2 separate regions of the Nomascus leucogenys genome follow, and region 2 is linked to region 1. A link is a contact called in public Hi-C data. All regions are on one chromosome and are shown on one strand. The core of a region is the stretch at or near the end of the contact, and the rest is flanking DNA. Distances in the headings are between cores, read along the strand shown.

What was found. Hi-C and Micro-C count contacts between places; a contact is called where the count stands out from the background.
Region 2: a contact with region 1 is called in a Hi-C map of a lymphoblastoid cell line, with 8 times the contacts expected there. The contact joins two enhancer-like sites. A contact is called at or near these places in 4 of 4 Hi-C or Micro-C datasets (a lymphoblastoid cell line and an unstated tissue).

The regions. Positions count from the first base shown.
Region 1 is chr17:665,414-669,528 of Asia_NLE_v1, forward strand. It overlaps FGD2 (FYVE, RhoGEF and PH domain-containing protein 2), which reads left to right. Exons shown (of 16, transcript XM_030796963.1): 10 at 132-211; 11 at 300-330; 12 at 1,078-1,170; 13 at 1,804-1,935. Among named protein-coding and RNA genes, the nearest start is that of FGD2, 17 kb to the left of the region's middle. Within about 2 kb of position 1,743, the one cell type or tissue checked has an H3K27ac peak away from gene starts, as active enhancers do. A contact at or near this core is called in a lymphoblastoid cell line, where this site is marked.
Region 2 is chr17:845,434-849,548 of Asia_NLE_v1, forward strand. No RefSeq gene overlaps it. Among named protein-coding and RNA genes, the nearest start is that of PIM1, 37 kb to the left of the region's middle. Within about 2 kb of position 2,133, the one cell type or tissue checked has an H3K27ac peak away from gene starts, as active enhancers do. A contact at or near this core is called in a lymphoblastoid cell line, where this site is marked.

The sequences.
Region 1 (4,115 bases), core at 493-2,992:
AAGCTCTGCATCCCTGTCTCTCAAATTTGAATTGTCCCTTGGGCACAATCCACGTCCGTCCCCTCCGCAGTGCTGTGCCTGGGACCCGGGCTATGACGAGTCTGAACTGGTTGCCTCCCTCCTCTTGGCAGGTGCGGGAGCTGATGGATGCTGAGTTCCCCCACTCCTTCCTGGTGTCTGGGAAGCAGCGCACCCTGGAGCTGCAAGCCCGGTAAAGGAGCTGGGGTGGCGGCCCAGGGCCAGGCGGGAAAACTGGGAGGGGCTGATCTCCTCAACACCTGCGTTCACTTTCCGAGCAGGTCGCAGGAGGAAATGATTTCCTGGATGCAGGTAGGGGAACGCTCCGAGGCTTCCGGGAGTCTTTTTCCTTTCTTTCTTTCTTTTTTTTTTTTTCTTTCACGGTAATGGGCTATCTTGATGAAGCTCCTGGGATTCTCCCTAGCCTATTTGGGCTGAAGGGGAGGGAGTGGTATGTGTATGCATGTGTGTGTGTGTGTGTGTGCATGTGTGTATGCATGTGTGTGCATCTGTGTGTGCATATCTGTGTCTGTGTGTTTGTGTGCATGCATGTGTGTGTACATGTATGTGTGTATATGTGTGTTTGTGTGCATGCATGTGTGTGCATGTGTTTGTGTGTATGTGCGTGTGTTTGCGTGTATGCATGTGTATGTACGTGCTTGTGTGTATGTGTCTGTGTGTGTGCGTGCGTGTGTGTGCGTGCATGTGTGTGTGTGCACGCTCCCACACCTGCGTGTGCCCAGCTGCTCCCTGCTCTTCCTCAGGAGCTGCTCCGTGGTAGTTTGGAGACCGATCTGGGTTCCTATCTTGCTGCTTCTCATTGCCTAGCTGGGCAGTCCAGGGCCAGTCACTTACCCTCTCTGAGCCTCAGTTTTTACAACTGTAACCTGGGGCTGGTAGTTTCTCCTTCGATAAGGCAGCCCGCGTGTGTGTAGAATCCAGCGCCTGGTACCCAGTGGGCTTTCAGCCCTGTCTGTTGCATGCGCGGAAGGATGGACAGAGGAGCAACCCCTCCCTTCCACACCTCAAGCCCTGACCCTCCCCCTCCCTGCACCCCAGGCCTTCCAAGCAGCCATTGACCAAATCGAGAAGCGGAATGAAACCTTCAAGGCTGCGGCCCAGGGGCCTGAGGGAGACACCCAGGAGCAGGAGGTAAATGAAGCCTTTTTCATCCCTTGCTGGAGCCACCAACCCAAACAGAGCTTGTTCCCTCTCTGTTCTGCCTATACCAGCTCGGAGGGAGAGGGAGTGTCATCTGCCAGGAGAGACTGAAGGGACCAGGGGAAGCCCTCCCAGTGCATCCCCTGACTCAGTGCCTGAGCATTCCCCTTTAGCAAAGCTTCCTTTGAGAGCCTGTCTGCACAGCTGTCTTGGGGAAGGGTTTCACGTCTCTGCAGCTCCAGCTGCAGGGCCAGTAGGACTTTGGGTCTGAGAGTATCTGAGAAATCTAAAGTCTCAGGGAAGATGGAAGGCGAGTGGGGTGGGGGCTGGGGAGGATATCTGTGGTTTGAGTTCAGATTTGAGCTGAACTCTGGCTTGCTGGGTGACTGCTGAGTCATTTGACCTCTCTGGGCCTCAGTTTTCTCACTTATACAATAGGAATAATGGTAACTAACCTATCATAAGGTCTCCATCAGGTCAGTCAGCTTCCTGTAGAAGCCCCAGGGAAGCCCAACACACAGAATCCCTGCCAGAGCAGGTGGGCACAGGGCGCCAGGCCCTGGGAGGATGGGCGGAAGAGGGTCACCAAGGCCCCATTTCTGCCCAACTCCCCTTAACCCACAGCTGCAGTCTGAGGAGCTGGGCCTCCGAGCACCGCAGTGGGTCCGGGACAAGATGGTGACCATGTGCATGCGCTGCCAGGAGCCCTTCAACGCCCTGACGCGCCGTCGCCACCACTGCCGGGCCTGTGGCTATGTGAGTACTCCTGCCAGTACCACTGCCTCCACCTGCCCCACCCAGGCCTCCACCTGTGTCACCTACATCTGTCCCACCGAGGCCTCCACCTGTGTCACCCAGGCCTCTACCTTTCCTACCTAGGCCTCCGCCTGTCCCACCTCGGCCTCCACCTGCCCCACCTCGGCCTCCATCTGTCTCCACCTGTCCCACCTTGGCTTCCACCTGTGTCACCCAGGCCTCTACCTGTCCCATTTAGGCCTCTACCTGCCCTACCTGGGCCTCTACCCTCCCAGCTCAGGTCCTGCTGTTCCCATCCTGGCCAAATCTGCTGGCTTCAACCAATGCAGCCCAGTGGCATTGGGCACTAGCTCTGAGCCAGGTGCGTGTGTTATTACCTCATCTGGCTCTCACAGCACACCTCAGGGGGCTGCTATTTCCCATTTTTTAGATGGGAAAATGAGACCCATTGAGGTTAAATTACTTACTGAAGGCACCCCTGAAGCTGATCCTATGAATTTACCTGCGTCCTTATCATCATTTTCCACAACCCTGAGACCCAGAGCTAGGAAATGGTCCCCAGTTCCAGGGGAGGGGCATCCAGCCCTGTACCCCTCAGGCCTTGCCCCACCTGAGGCATGGACCTCACCAGGCCCATGCCCACTCTGCACTCACCCACCCCTGTCATCCTCTCTTCTCTACCTGCTCCGGCTAACTGTCCTCTCTTCTCTGCAAGCCCTCAGCACCCTGGCACCTGATGGATTCTGTTGCTAACTCTGCCTACTGGTTCAGGCCTCAGTTTCCTTAATTCCACCATGGGGATCACGAAACCTACCTCCAGTGTGGCAGTGAGGATTCGACCAAAAAACATTCTTTCCCTTCCCTCTCCTTCTCTTTTTCTTTCCCCCTCCTCCATAGCTCAGGCAGCACATCCAGTGCAGGTGAGCTACCAGCTTCCTGAGGAGGGAACTGCGTCCACTCCAGTTCCTCCTCTTATCAACCCAGGCCCAGTTATCTGAGGCAGATCTCGCTTTGCTTTTTAAGCACCTGCTGTACTTGAGCTGTTCTCTGTTGACATCACAACCCCCTCTGTTTACTCTGCAAACAGAGAAGCCCTTTGCAACCTCAGTCTTTGATGACCTCCAGAGGACTGGAGGAGTCTAGCTGGACAGGTTGGGGCCAGTCAGGGAGGTGTCCCCAAAATGTGTTCAACTGAAATCAGGACAGAGTCAGTTTCTAGGACCTGGGAACACACCTGCCTTCTGATGTCAGTGATGAGTTACATCCCAAAGCCAGGTAGAAAGGATATGGGGATTGGCTACTGTTCCTGGTGATTCACATCTGTAAATAAGAGTTGAATTGATTCACGCTTGTGACTGAAAGTAGTTCTTTAAAAATTACTTAAAATAGTGAAATACAAAGAGGCACAAAGAATAACAACACCCATGTAGCTGCCTTCCAGCTTAAGATAGAAAATATTCTGACAACTAAATTAAATGTATGATCCTTGCTTGGATTCTTTCTGGGGTAAAATAAAGCTATCAAGGTTGCTCTTGGGAACATTGGGAGAAATTTGATGATGCAGCATATCTAGATAGTAATATTGTATTGGCTGGTTGCAGTGGCTCACACCTGTAATCCTTGGTACACCTGTAGCACTTTGGGAGGCCGAGGTGAGCGGATCATCTGAGGCCAGGAGTTTGAGAACAGCCTGGCCAACATGGTGAAACCCCGTCTCTACTAAAAATACAAAAATTAGCCGGGTGTGGTGGTGGTGCACACCTGTAATCCCAGCTACTCGGGAGGCTGAGGCAGGAGAATCGCTTGAACCCAGGAGGTGGAGGTTGCTGTGAGCCCAGATCGCACCACTGTACTCCAGCCCGGGTGACAAGAGCAAAACTCCATCCCCAAAATTAAAAATAATACTATTGCATCAGTAAATTTCCTGAGTGTGACCATGCCACCGTGGATAGGTAGAAGGACGCCCTTGTTCTTAGGAGACACCAGCTACATATTTAAGGGTGAGGTGTCATGACGACTGTAATTTATCCTCAAATGGTTCAGAAAAAAATAAAATACATACATATAGAGAGAGACAGAGAGCAAATGTGGCACAAATGTTAATAATTAGTGAATCTAGTGGGTGGTATCATTGTATTATTCGTTCAATTTGTCGGTTTGAAATTTTTCAAAATTAAATG
Region 2 (4,115 bases), core at 883-3,382, 180 kb after region 1:
GTTAAAGGCAGCCACAGTCAGGTGGGAAAGTTGCTGAAGAAATATTTGGTGGTTAGACACCTAAGAGCAGAGGCCGTGGGAAAGCGGAGACCCTCTTCTCTCTGGGGAAGTTCCATGCCTGCTTGCTTCCTCTTGACACCATCATCCCCTGCACACAGCCCCTCCTGTCACCCTAGGTGGAAATGACTGAAAAACGCTTACAGATCTGCTATCCCAGGGGTACCTGCACCTTCTCAGGCTCCCAACTTTCCTTTTCCTCCCTCCTTTCTTTTTTCTTTTTCTTTCTTTTTTTTTTTTTTTTTGACACATGGTCTCACTGTCACCCAGGCGGAGTGCAGTGGCACAATCTTGGCTCAATGCAACCTCTGCCTCCCAGGCTCAAGTGATCCGCCCACTTCAGACTTCCAAGTAGTTGGGATATAGGCACGCACCACCAGCCAAACCATGTTTGGCTAATTTTAATTTTAATTTTTATTTTTTTGAGACAAAGTCTTGCCCTGTCACCCAGGCTGGAGTGCAGTGGAGTGATCTCGGCTCACTGCAACCTCCACCTCCCGGGTTCCAGCGATTTTCCTGCCTCAGGCTCCTGAGTAGCTGGGGCTACAGGCACCCAGCACCATGCCCAGCTAATTTTTGTATTTTTTGGTAGAGACGGGGTTTTGACATGTTGGCCACGTTGGTCTCAAACTCCTGAACTCAAATGATCTGCCCGAACTCAAAGTGCTGGGATTACAGGCGTGGCATGAGCCACCGTGCCCGGCCTAATTTTTAAATTTTTTGTAGAGATGAAGTCTTACTATATTGCCCAGGCTGGTCTTGAACCCCTGGGCTCAAGCCATCCTCCTGCCTCAGCTTCCCAAAGTGCTAGGATTACAGGCGTGAGCCACTGCACCCAGACTTCTAAGGGCTAAATCATACTATCTTCCAGGACTCGGCTTAGAGCTTTTCTCCTCCAGGAAGACTTCCCTGACTCTCCACCTCCAAGGTCCCCTTCTGTGGTCCCCAGTGCTTCCTCCAGCACCTATCATCCTGGGTCCAAACGGCCTAGGTGGCTTGGCCCCTCACTAGGCTGGGAGCCCCTTGGAATGTGGACTGTGTCTTGCTCCCACAGGTATTCCTCAATTCCTAATTCAGGGTCTGCAACACAGTAATAAACTGTATGAAGAAAAGTAGGACGGAAGGCTGGGGAATCTTCACGGACTGAAAGTGTCAAGGGTGGGTGACAACTCTTAAGAGTGTTGCTCTTCCCAGGGACACCTGCACTGTTAGAAAGACTTGTTTTCCACTTGGTGAGATGGAGCTGGCAGATGAAGTGGTGCTTCTAGTGGCAGCAGTTGGTGCAAGGGAACAGGACTGGGAAAGGAGGAAAAGAATAAGGGGCTGAAATAATATCCTTTGTGGTATTTTCCTACCTGTGTCTAGATTCTTCACCAGAGACTACAGAATTGAATGAGAGAAGAAAGGAGTAGGAACAGGAGGCTGAAAGAACAGTAATAATTTGCCCCTCATAGGCCGGGCGTGGCGACTCATGCCTGTAACCTCAACACTTTGGGAGCCCGAGGCAGGCAGATCACCTGAGGTCAGGAGTTCGAGACCAGCCTGGCCAACATGGTGAAACCCCATCTCTACTAAAAATACAAAAATTAGCCCGGAGTGGTGGTGGGCACCTGTAGTCCCAGCTACTCAGGAGGATGAGGTAGGAGAATCGCTTGAACTCAGGAGGCGGAGGTTGCACTGAGCCACAATGGTGCCACTGCACTTCAGCCTGGGTGACAGAGACTCTGTCTCCAAAACAAAACCAAAACTGAGAGTCTATGTCCCTTCATCCCACAAATCTTTATCAAGCACCTGCTACATGCTGGGCATTGAACTAGGTGTTGGGAAAACAACGGTGAAGTAAATATGGTGCTCACATTTTTGGGGGGTGGTGGGAGAGGCAACTATATAAAGTCAGGTGATACTACATGTTATGAAGAAGTGTAGCAGAGTAAGTGGGAAAGAGACACATGGGATGGGGTAGGGAGGGGCTGTTTCACACCCGTTGGTAGGGAAGGCCTCTCTGATGCCTTTTGAGCAAGAGAGGAAGCTGGTGAATAGCTGGAGTAAGAATATTAGAGGCGGAAGGCACAGTGAGTGCAAAGGCCCTGAGGCTGGAGTGTGCTGGCTGCGTTATGGGGACCGAAAGGAAAGGAAGACAGCGTGGCTGCCGCAGAGGGAGGCGGGGTGGACAAAGTGGTTAGAAGGCAGATCAGAGGGTGACAGGGGACTGGGTTATTTAGCAGCTGGCATGCCGTGGTAAAGACTTGGAATTTCTTTTTTTTTTTTTTTTTTTTTTTTTTGAGACGGAGTCTCGCTCTGTCGCCCAGGCTGGAGTGCAGTGGCGCAATCTCGGCTCACTGCGAGCTCCGCCTCCCGGGCTCACGCCATTCTCCTGCCTCAGCCTCTCCGAGTAGCTGGGACCACAGGCGCCCGCCAGCACGCCTGGCTAATTTTTTGTATTTTTTAGTAGAGACGGGGTTTCACCGTGGTCTCGATCTCCTGACCTCGTGATCCGCCCGCCTCGCCCTCCCAAAGTGCTGGGATTACAAGCGTGAGCCACCGCGCCCGGCCAAGACTTGGAATTTCTACCCTGAGTGTGGTGGGGAGCCCTGGCAGGTGAGGAGGGAGTAGAGGAGGGACTTGATCTGACTCAGGTTTCAACAGGAGCCCTCTGGTGGCTGGGCGGAGAACTGACTGTAAAGGGAACACAGTGGCACGGGGGAGGCCCGTCAGCAACTGCTACTGCAACCGCCTGGGCAGGAGATGGTGATGGCCTGGGCCAGGGAGGCGGCAGGGGAGGTGATATGAAGTGGTTGGATATGGATCTATATTGAAGGGTGGGCTGATGGGGAGTGTTGAGGAGTTAGATACAGGCTGAGAGAAAGAGAGGACCCAAGGATGCCTGCTGGGTCTTTAACTTGAGCAATGGAAGGGTAGAGGTGGCAAAGACTGGGGGTTAGGGCAAGGTATACAGGAGAAAATCAGGAGTGTTGATTGGGATACACTCCCCAATTTTTATTTATTTATTTAAGATGGAGTTTTGCTCTTGCTGCCCAGGCTGCGGTGTAGTGGCGCGATTTCAGCTCACTGCAACTTCCACCTCCCAGGTTCAAGCAATTCTCCTGCCTCAGCCTCCTGAGTAACTGGGATTACAGGCACCTGCTACCATGCCTGGTTAATTTTTATATTTTTAGTAGAGAGGGGGTTTCACCATGTTGGCCAGACTGGTCTTGAACTCCTGACCTCAGGTGATCCGCCTGCCTCAGCCTCCCAAAGTGCTGGGATTACAGGCGTGAGCCACCATGCCCGGCTACACTCCCACATTTTAAGAAAATTAAAAAAGTTTTTTTTTACATTAGTTGGATGCAGTGGCACACCTGTATTCCCAGCTACTCAGGAGGCTGAGGTGGGAGGATCGCTTGAGCCCAGAAGTTCAAGGCTGCAGTGAGCTATGATTGCACCACTGCACTCCAGCCTGGGTGACAGAGTGCAACCCTGTCTCTAAAAAGCAAATAGAAGTAGAGACATCCTGAGTGAGAGCCTGAGAGAATCTGAATCAGAACCAGGTGAGCTGTGTCTGGACTCCTGACCGCAGAAACTAAGACACAATCAATGTGCTGTCTTAAGCTGCTAATTTGGGGGTAATTTGTTATGCAGTAATAGATAACTAGTACATGTCACATCTCTACAAAAATGTCTCTACAACAATAACCACCCCAAAACGTATCCTGACTGGGTATGGTGGCTCATGCCTATAATCTCAGCATTCTGGGAAGCCAAGGTGGGAGGATAGCCTGAGGCCAGGAGTTCAAGACCAGCCTGGGCAACATAGGGAGACCCCCCCCATATTGTATTAAAAAAAAAAAAAAAAAGAGTTGTGTAGGGGAGGATCTGCTTCCAAGCTCCCTCATGGGGCTGTTGATAGGATTCCGTTCCTCACGGGCTCTTGGTTAGCGACCTCTGCTCCTGGCAGTGTGAGCCTTTCCATAAAGATACTTTCAACATGATAGCCAGCTTCCTTCACAGAGCGGGCAGCAGTGACGTCATTGTCTTTCTGTAACCTAACCTTGGAAAGG